Linked DNA regions of Mus musculus: region 1 is linked to region 2. A link is a contact called in public promoter capture Hi-C data. All regions are on one chromosome and are shown on one strand. The core of a region is the stretch at or near the end of the contact, and the rest is flanking DNA. Distances in the headings are between cores, read along the strand shown. Region 1 overlaps Cald1 (caldesmon 1). Region 2 overlaps Cald1 (caldesmon 1).

What was found. Promoter capture Hi-C pulls out the DNA fragments that hold promoters and counts their contacts.
Region 1: a promoter capture Hi-C map of cranial neural crest shows a contact between it and region 2. The contact joins two enhancer-like sites. A contact is called at or near these places in 8 of 39 promoter capture datasets (cranial neural crest, embryonic stem cells, frontonasal cranial neural crest and 5 more), 5 of 484 Hi-C or Micro-C datasets (3T3-L1-derived adipocytes, muscle stem cells, nephron progenitors and 2 more), 2 of 115 datasets of contacts at active chromatin or transcription factors (embryonic stem cells and trophoblast stem cells) and 4 of 9 other capture datasets (adipose tissue, embryonic stem cells, liver and 1 more).

The regions. Positions count from the first base shown.
Region 1 is chr6:34,725,967-34,730,596 of GRCm38.p6, forward strand. The region is part of intron 3 of Cald1 (caldesmon 1); the gene reads left to right. It overlaps Gm38787 (a long non-coding RNA gene), which reads right to left. Exons shown (of 3, transcript XR_868972.2): 1 at 552-4,630. Among named protein-coding and RNA genes, the nearest start is that of Gm38787, 4.5 kb to the right of the region's middle. Within about 2 kb of position 1,530, at least 11 of the 459 cell types and tissues checked have an H3K27ac peak or open chromatin away from gene starts, as enhancers often do.
Region 2 is chr6:34,635,585-34,640,060 of GRCm38.p6, forward strand. All of the region lies in intron 1 of Cald1 (caldesmon 1), which reads left to right. Among named protein-coding and RNA genes, the nearest start is that of Gm13861, 16 kb to the right of the region's middle. Within about 2 kb of position 2,772, at least 34 of the 459 cell types and tissues checked have an H3K27ac peak or open chromatin away from gene starts, as enhancers often do.

The DNA.
Region 1 (4,630 bases), core at 280-2,779, 89 kb after region 2:
GGTGGTGTGTACACAGTTACACACACACAATGAAAGAGGCAGGCAGGTGGTGTGTACACGGTTACACATAAACAATGAGAGAGACAGGCAGGTGGTGTGTACACAGTCACATACAAACAATGAGAGAGACAGGCAGGTGCTGTGTACACGGTTACACATAAACAATGAGAGAGACAGGCAAGTGGTGTGTACACATTCACACACACATAATGAGAGAGGCAGTCAGGTGGTGTGTACACATTCACATACAAACAATGAGAGAGACAGGCAGGTGGTATGTACACATTCACATACAAACAATGAGAGAGACAGGCAGGTGCTGTGTACACAGTCACATACAAACACACAGAAAGATAAATCTTTGATCTGGACCAGAGTCCACAGTCTGAATAGAAAACAAACAAACAAACAAACACACACACCAGGTGACTCAGTTTGCCTTAGCCTCCCATTATTGACCAGGTTCAAATCAGATATGTCTTCTGTCCACCACCAATTGTGGCTGTGGTTATTGTTGTTGCTTGCTTTGGTTTTAGACAAGGAAAACATACCTTTTCCAGTTCCTAGTTCCAGGAGGGATCTGAATAATGACTTCTGCCAAGAAAGAAGCATAAGGATACCAAGCATATCCATGATAAATCCACTGAAACATTTGCATTCTAGACCAGTGCGCAAAATGTACCAGCCCAAGCAAGCACTGGAAAGTTTGTGGCCAGTAATTGCTTTCAACAATTAGAGGGAAGGATTTGAGAGAAATGAGGTGTCGGGTTACCACACTTTCAATGTTTAGAGGGGGAGGGTTTGAGAGAAATGTGACAAGTTGGGGTCCCGCTCTTGTATTTGTTGCTGATGTCACCTCTGCCATCAAGCTGTGAAGCTGATGCTGTTGCTCCGTTCAGGTTTAATATGGTTCTGATCTGTCATCTCATAGTCACGGTCATTTCTTCCCTCAGTGAGATTCCCCCACACCCCGGAACACCTTCGGTGCCTCCCCAGGTGCCACCTGTCAGTGTTTCAATGCCTTTTGCTTCCCTTTCATGCTTTTGGGCATCCTTAGTCAATGAAAGTAGTGTATGGAAATCACATGGTGCCGGGGTGAGGTGGGGGTGAAACAGAACTTTAGCTCTAGAGGAACACTCCTGATGATGGATGTAGGGGGTGGGGTCTTAGATGCAAATAAAGCAGTCCGTGATGCAGGTCTGACACAACCTTGGTGACTTCACAGGAGGCACAGGCCGATTTTCAGGATGCCTGCTGCTTCTGAGCCTCTCTCGAGGGTGGAGGGTCGGTGCATCTGGAGCTGGCAAGAGGAAAGGGGGATGTTAATGTTGCTATAGAAGCAGGAAGGCAGGGGAAGAGAAAATGGAGTGGAAGGGCAAAGAATTAAAGCTTTTTCTGGTACTTTTCTGGCCATCCCTTCTGGCCCTGACACCTTACCCCTGACCCCTTTTCTAGCCATGTGTACCATCCCCAGAGGCAAGCACGGGGCTTAGAATGCGCAGCTCTCGGTGCCACGTGGCCCTCTAGTCTCGGTGGAGTCAGAAGGTTTACCTGTGGCAGGCCTTATCTAGTTTAAACTAACATTGCTAAAGAGCCCTGTGCTTTGAAGGTTTGTGCAGAAGCTGCAGGCAGAAGGGAAATTGCTGGAAATACAAGGAAGGTTGTGCTCAGGGAGCCAGTGCCCACCTCGCTGAGGGAGCACGGAGGAGGGCTTCCTCTGCCCCTCGCTTGCTTTTTTCAGCAGGCTGTGTGAGGAGCCAAAGGCTTTTCCTAGGTCTGTAATCTCTACTGAAACCCAATCCACGTAGCACACAGTCCACCCACTGTAGATATACAAGCCCAAGGTTCTTAGTACAGTCGCCGACCGCACAGCCATCGACCGCCATAGTCACTGACCAACATTTTCACCTTCAGCAAAAACTCACATGGTAAAAAAAAAAATTATGTGGAAAATAGACTTTCGTTTGTGATTTTGTTGTTGAAAAAATCTGTAAGTGTGATCTACCAAGACAATCATACCTTGTCTTCATACCTAGGCTTGAGGGGGAAATAAAACTCTTAAATCTCACAAGTAGAAGTTGAAGCAATTTATTTAAAATTCGTGTGGCTTTGGAAGGAGAAATGGTGGACAGACACACATTGGAAATTAGGGGGGATTTAGTATGTTAGCTCCATGCTTCAACATACCAAGCGTTTATCTCTCCCACTTGTACGTATCCATTTTCCATAAACTTAAACACAAGACTAAGGGACTGGAGAGAGGACTCAGCCCTTAAGAGCAGTTGTTCTTGCAGGGGACCTGGCTTCAATCCCCAACACCCCTCGATGGCTCACAAACATCCATGATTCTGGTTCCAGGGCATCTACCACCCTTTTCTGACTTCCTCAAGCACCAGACATACACATGGTGCTCACGTATAAATTCAAGCAAACACTCATACTCATATAATTTTAAAAATTAAAAAAAAAAAAAAAAACCCTAAGCTGCAACTGTCATTGAAAGTTGAATGGCAGAATCAACTGAAGCTCACGCTAGCCAGGCTTTCAAATAACTGATCACAGTGTGCTAAAACTAAGATTAAGATGTAATAGAAGTTCTATGAATACTGATAAATTAGACCTTTAATAAGTTTTTTCAGTATTATTCTCTTACACTTCTTTTTGTGTTTTATAATGTGTAAGCATTTCAATAGTACTATATATGATTAATTTGTAAATAACTGAATATATATAAATCAAGACAGATAACTGATGGCACCTGGCTTTTTGTTGTTTTCTTTCTTTCTTTCTTTCTTTCTTTCTTTCTTTCTTTCTTTCTTTCTTTCTTTCTTTCTTTCTTTGTTAGACAAAGTCTCACTATGTAGCCCAGGCTGGCCTAGAATTTGCTACATAGACCAGGCTCATAGATGTCTGTCTGCTTCTGCCTGAGTGCTGGGAAGAAAGTTGTCCACCACCACACCTGGCTCTGTTTAATTTTTGATAGGAGTATTAAGACCATTGTTACAAATCAATTACAAGCAAATAGCCATGCGTGATCAACACAGGATCACATGGTGTTTCCTTTCAAATCTGTGAGCTATGTAGCTTCTGCCCCTTTAACTCACCTCTGAAACTGGAGGCTCAGATGGATCATAGACAAGATGAGAATAGTTAGTTTCTAAGGAAATAACTTACGGAAAAGATGTGTGGACTGGATTTGACCAGCAGGCCATAGTTTGGCCGTCCCTGGCCTCTGTGATGATGGGAGGCCATTGGTTAATTGGCAGAACATCTTGAGGATGTCCCCAGGGTAGGAAGACACCCTGGGTGGGAACTGAACTAAAACCCTGGCCCAGTGGTCAGTAGCTCTGCAGTAGTAGCACTGTCCGGCTCAGGTCCCCAGGTTACCGTGCACAGAGCAGTGATTAAATTAAGATCACCTCCCCAATTCCATCCTATTGTACCTCCTATGCCCCAAGCTTTGCACACCTTAACACACAAGTGTAGGTTTAGTGGAAGGCTGATGGGGTAAGGGAGATGGGGGTAGAGAGAGAGAGAGAGGGAGAGAGAGAGAGAGAGAGCAGCTATTCAGTTCACAAAGAATTGAGGGCCTAACTTACTGCTCTTGAGAAGTCTGCCACAAACTACTGTTCTGAATGGCCCAAGGATTTGCTGAGCTCAAGGCTCTTCTTGTTGCTAAGATTTATGGAGCCCTTGATATTGGGTAGCTGGCCCTATTTCTTTTATTTCCCAGGGAAAAGCTGTAGGATGAGTTGAAACACCTGGAGTGGAGACAGAACTAGGAAATCCTCCTCCGTGTGTGCTGTCTGTCCTCCATGTGTGCTGTCTGTCCTCCGTATGTGCTGTCTGTCCTACATTTAGGCTGCGTTTCCACGGGGCTGGACCCAGGAAGGATCCTCTCTCAAGATCTGTAGACTTGCTGGTCTGCCCTTCCTCTTAGTGGAGCCACGCTCGGGTCTGGACCATACGTAACCTGAGCTTCCTTCCCTGGTGCCCTTCCTGCGTCCTGAGCCCTGGCCAGACTGAAGTGTTTGCTTTTCCATGTCCACATTTCCTGACTTTACAACTTTCCATTTGTGCTCTCTGAATGAAGAAAGGGCCTCTTCCCTCCTTGCACACCCTGAATCCTAGGCCCAGCTCAACTGTCACTTTCTCCAGGAAGCCTTCTTTGATCCTATGGTCAAGACAGTATTATCCATCCTTTACGCTTCTGCATAAATCTCCTTTAATATTTACCACACTTGAACTTCCATTACATCCTTGCACGTTTCTTGGCTCCCCTGCCGAATCATAACTCTATTTTAAGCCATGTTCCCCCTTGGCTTCCTCCTCCAGTGGCTTAAACAGAGCAACTCCTCCACCAGTGTCTTAAAGATGCCTTTGTTCTAGCGGCTCGGTGTCAGAGCATAGGCAGTCGCAGCCAACATCCCACACCACCATCCAAAACTCCACCTTGGTATCTGCCACATTCCCTGCCTCCTCCTCAAACTCTAGGTGTCTACATACCCTATCCTGCCTAGGGTTCATTGCTCTGCTCTCTCAACTAAACTGAACTGCCCTCCCTCAGAGTCGGGGTCCAGATGGCCAGTGGTTTGGCTAGAGAGCAGAATGTACACAGGATTAGAAACCC
Region 2 (4,476 bases), core at 1,522-4,021:
GAGGGGGAGCAATGATACCTGGGAGAAATGCGAAAAAACAAAACATAAAGGTGAATAGAACATATTTAATCTCCCAGACTAGAGCAAAAGGCTTCCAGTCTAGATTGCTTGGCAGAAACATGAACACCTATCTGCTGGTGAGCATATCCAGATGTCACAGATAAAGAAATCTCATACACTGGGAAGCAAGCTCACCCTCCCGCCCTTTACCCCGAGCCACTATGAAGGTTGAGGTGTTCTGATAGCCTACCTTGTACCTTTAGAAATCTCGTTTAAAAACCAGATATTCCCTCATCAACACCAGGATCCCAGAGTTGCCCGGTTAGAAAGAGGTTCTGTATTTGTTTGCAATATCACCCAAAGATTTTGCCCCTGGGGTGGGGAACAGGCCATACCAATGGATGGAGGAAAATTTCAGGGTGTGCTGAATTCAAAATATACATTCATATTTTCACTATTTTCGAATTTTTAAAAGAAGACTAGTTAGTATAACTACGGAACATTAGGCTGTATTCCCCAGGGGAAATTTTTAAATAGAAATTTGGGTCCACAGTGACCATTGAAAGGGGAGAGATGATATGCAAACTATTTGCTATTTTTGTGTGGCTAGAACCCAATTGTTTTAGATTGTATTTAGACTAGTTTTACAACTAGTTGATTTAAATATAAAACGTAAGTAACTATTGTACTTCTGACGGTAAATGTCAGCTCTATAGCATTTTCTTTGATAGTGTAAAATACTATCATCGTGAGGCTTAAATGAGGAAGTCAGGAAGAGTAGAGGAAATGTGTACCCTATACACTATTGAAGGAATTCAGATAATATCTAAAGACAATATCTGCTGCTAATAATACATCGGCAAAAAAACTCTTCTATTTTTCCACTTTCACTTAAAAATTTCTTTTTAGACGGAAACATTTACCTGATTTTTAACTTCTAATCTCCTTGTTAAATAATGGTAACTAATAGTTTCCAATATTATATTATGCTTTTTATGATATTTGAGCTACACATATTCTCCTATATATTCAGAATTATACTCACCACATATTAACAAAACTTACTTCTGAACATGGATATAAGTAATTTTATAAATGGTCTTTGTGTTTTTTTAGATGTGTCTACATATTTTTGTAAAAAGAAATGGTGTTTACCCTAGCAATTAATTCTTGTAAAAGATATGAGAATGTTGCAGTGCACTGAACTCTCCTCCTGATTAAATGGGAATTATAGACTGCAGTTTATCCGCTGGATATTGCAGACCAAGCTCCAGAGCTGGCTGTATGGCACACACTGATTCTTTTTGGAAACACTGCCAGACTGCAGCCAACACTCTATTATCTTGAGCATACTCCCTGCTAAACTAAGAATCTGTGCTAAAAGCAAGTCAGAAGTGCTTGGTTTTTAGAATTTTCTATTTGATAAGGTACCATAGCTTTCTTTTCTAATGCTAGTGGCTCAGTCCCAAGTGTATTTACTTACACAGGGAAGTAGAGTTCTCTTTGTTTTATGGTGACAACCAGCGTTGTTGGTGAGTTATAAGGGGAAACGAGGATGGAGGGATACTTCCTAGAAGATTTAGAATCATGTTTCTGCACGTGAATTGATCAGGTAACTTGTCAAACCCGTTGCCCATCGGAGGACAAGTAACACAGATGGTGAACTGACCCAATTTTATTATGCAGTTGAAAGTCAAAACAGAAGTTTTTCAGAAGAAACTCGATGAAATGTAAAGTTATGTAAATATTGGGTAAATAATGTGAAAATATTAACTTTCCTAGCAGAGTCCCGGAATGTTGTATGCTAGTTCAGTACTTGTCGAATGTATGGGTAACTCTCACCGTAAATAATTTAAGACACTGAGACTTCCTTGTAAAAATATTCTGCGTTTCTGAGACATCGAGTTTTACCATTTCCTTTTCAAATCTTCCCACTTCCTGTCCCCAAACAATTTGTTCTACTTCGTTTGAAAAGAGGTTGGGAGGATTTCGCATTCCCCATACAACTCTATCCATGTTGTAAGGCCGTTGCCTGTTTGTCTATGCTCCTGACTGGATGGTAGTGGAGGCAGAAATTATGTCTTCTTTTCTCTTTGTTTGCCTGCCCCTCTCTGCAGACTGTAGTACTCTATGTATAGACTCTGAACTCAATACTTGTGGGATTGCCTCGAGTTGCAATTTGCTAAGTGAGTCCATAGAAAACTGACTCCCCCATGCATGACGCCACCCACTCCAACTCTCCCCTCATCCAGTGTCCTGCAAATGCCAGAGATGCTGGAAGCTTGAGGAAATTTTATTTTAGCCTCATCCTCTGATGGCTACACAGATATGCTCCCCAGAGGAAAGGCGTCTATGAGACTTGAACCAAGCAAGTAACTGGAGCCTGAAGAGCCCAGTAGGATCACTACAATATCTAGATACTGACATTCCCTGCATATGCACAGGCACCATTACAAATCCAGCCATTTGGATGTCTGATTCTGAAGAGCCAAACCCTGGGTGTCGTGCTGTCCACACGTCTGGTTGATTGCCTGCGAACTTTCCCCTTCCATTCCACATGGCCTCGGCAACAGATAAAGTGTGGAGCCTTTCCCACATTTTACATGGTGCTTGGTGGTGTAAAATTCAGCTTTTGTGCTGTTCTTTTCTCTCCCTCTCGCCACTGCCTGGATCTCATTAGAAACCATTAGTGATGTTATACTAAACCTATGGAATCCTAAACATGCTTTCAAAACCCCGTGGAATAAAGATGTCTCCTACCAAACCCAAAATGCAAGGGAACAGACAAAGTTACATTTCTTTAAGAAAGACTGACTCATTTCATAGTTTCCAAATTGTTTTGACTGAAGCTTCTCAAAATAAACTTTCTTCAAGAGGCAGCCTTTGATGTCTGGCTTTGGAAAAGAAAAATCATTTCTCAGAGATACATTTCAATTCTTTTTGGGGTGTTCATGTATTTCTTTTGTGCTGATTAACTTATTTTATTTCAACCAGCGAATGACATGATATTAAATAGCCATCTGACTAGGGAAGAAAAGTTATGTTTGAAGTGGTCTCAACTCCTACATAAACTGAACATAAAGAACAGGCCATGTGATTTAAAAAAAATTTTTAATTACCACAAAAATAGCATCTCCAGATCCTGCCAGAGGGGGGATTTGGTCTGTTAAAGATAACGCACAGTTTAAACGTCACCAAAGTGGAAGATTAGATCTAGAGTTAAGCTTCCTAGTGAGACTTGTGATTCATTTGCTATTTCCTGGCTTAGGCAACATTTTTAATTTTTCACAGTCTCAAGCCTTAATCCTGGAAGGGTAATTCAAGTGTGAGAGCTCACAGACAGCAATTTGTTTGGAGTGGCAATTTGCCATGGGCTTGCCTCTGGGTCCTTTTGTATTCTTGCAGCAAGGGGAGTTAGAGGTAGCCATTCATTAAGTCCAGGTCTGCACAAGACCACTGAAACAAAGGATTTTTCAATCAAATTATTTTTTTTTCTTAAGCATTAACTAGCTTTTTTGTCGACAGATTCTTGTTAAAAAGATATCATTTATTTCTAGTCAAACAACTATAAGTGAAATTACATAATTGAGCAACCTTTTTTTCTTCTTTGTTTTAAAAGTAAGAATTCCCCTTAGACAGGCAGAAGAGAAGATGAAGACCCCAAAATCTAGTCATAACCATGCTGCTTATCTGTTGCTAACCAAGCTTCTTAACTTCACCCAATTTCAATTTCTTCATCTACAAATGGAGGGGGGAAAAATCCCAGCTCCCTGTGACTCATTGGAATACCAAGGAGGAGATGCTGTGACTTTTATCCCATAATATCTGTGAATTTCTCTCATCTCTAGTCTTGGTTTCTTTCCCCTCCCACTAGAGTGGTAACTGGTCAACGACAACTTGAGAGAGCATCTGACCCTCATTCTACTAACATGCTAAAAAAAAAAAATTAGACTCTGAGATCTGTATCCCTGGGTCAGATCTAAAGTGGAGGTGAAGAAGTGACCATTGCTGAAGTTAATGTTATTTTCCCTGAGATTTTAAAGCCCCACTTGTCCAACTTTCCTATCACCACCTTAAAAATGCCTTTAGATTCTTCCAGAACTTGTGTGTGTTTGAAGCCTGGTACCAGCATTTAAAATACCATGTGCCAAGTGTTTAATATATACAATGAGAAAAGCGTTCTTCTGTTGTTTGACCTGAAACTATCACTGCAAAACCCCAAGGTTTAAAGGAAGAGGGTAGGAGTGGGTACCAGAGAGACAAGTTTCAGAGAGAAGGCGGGGGGACTCCAGGAGGAGATGATCTAGCTCCAGCTCCCTCATTCTAGAAGTTGCTCTGGACATAGTCTGTGCTCCTGCTGAAGCAAATCTGCTTCATTAAACTGTTAAGTTTGCTAGAAGTTTCCATTTGGATTTACTCCCTCAGAGGATTTATTCTAAGACATGACTACAGTGCCTAGGGTTTTTAAGTGGCCAC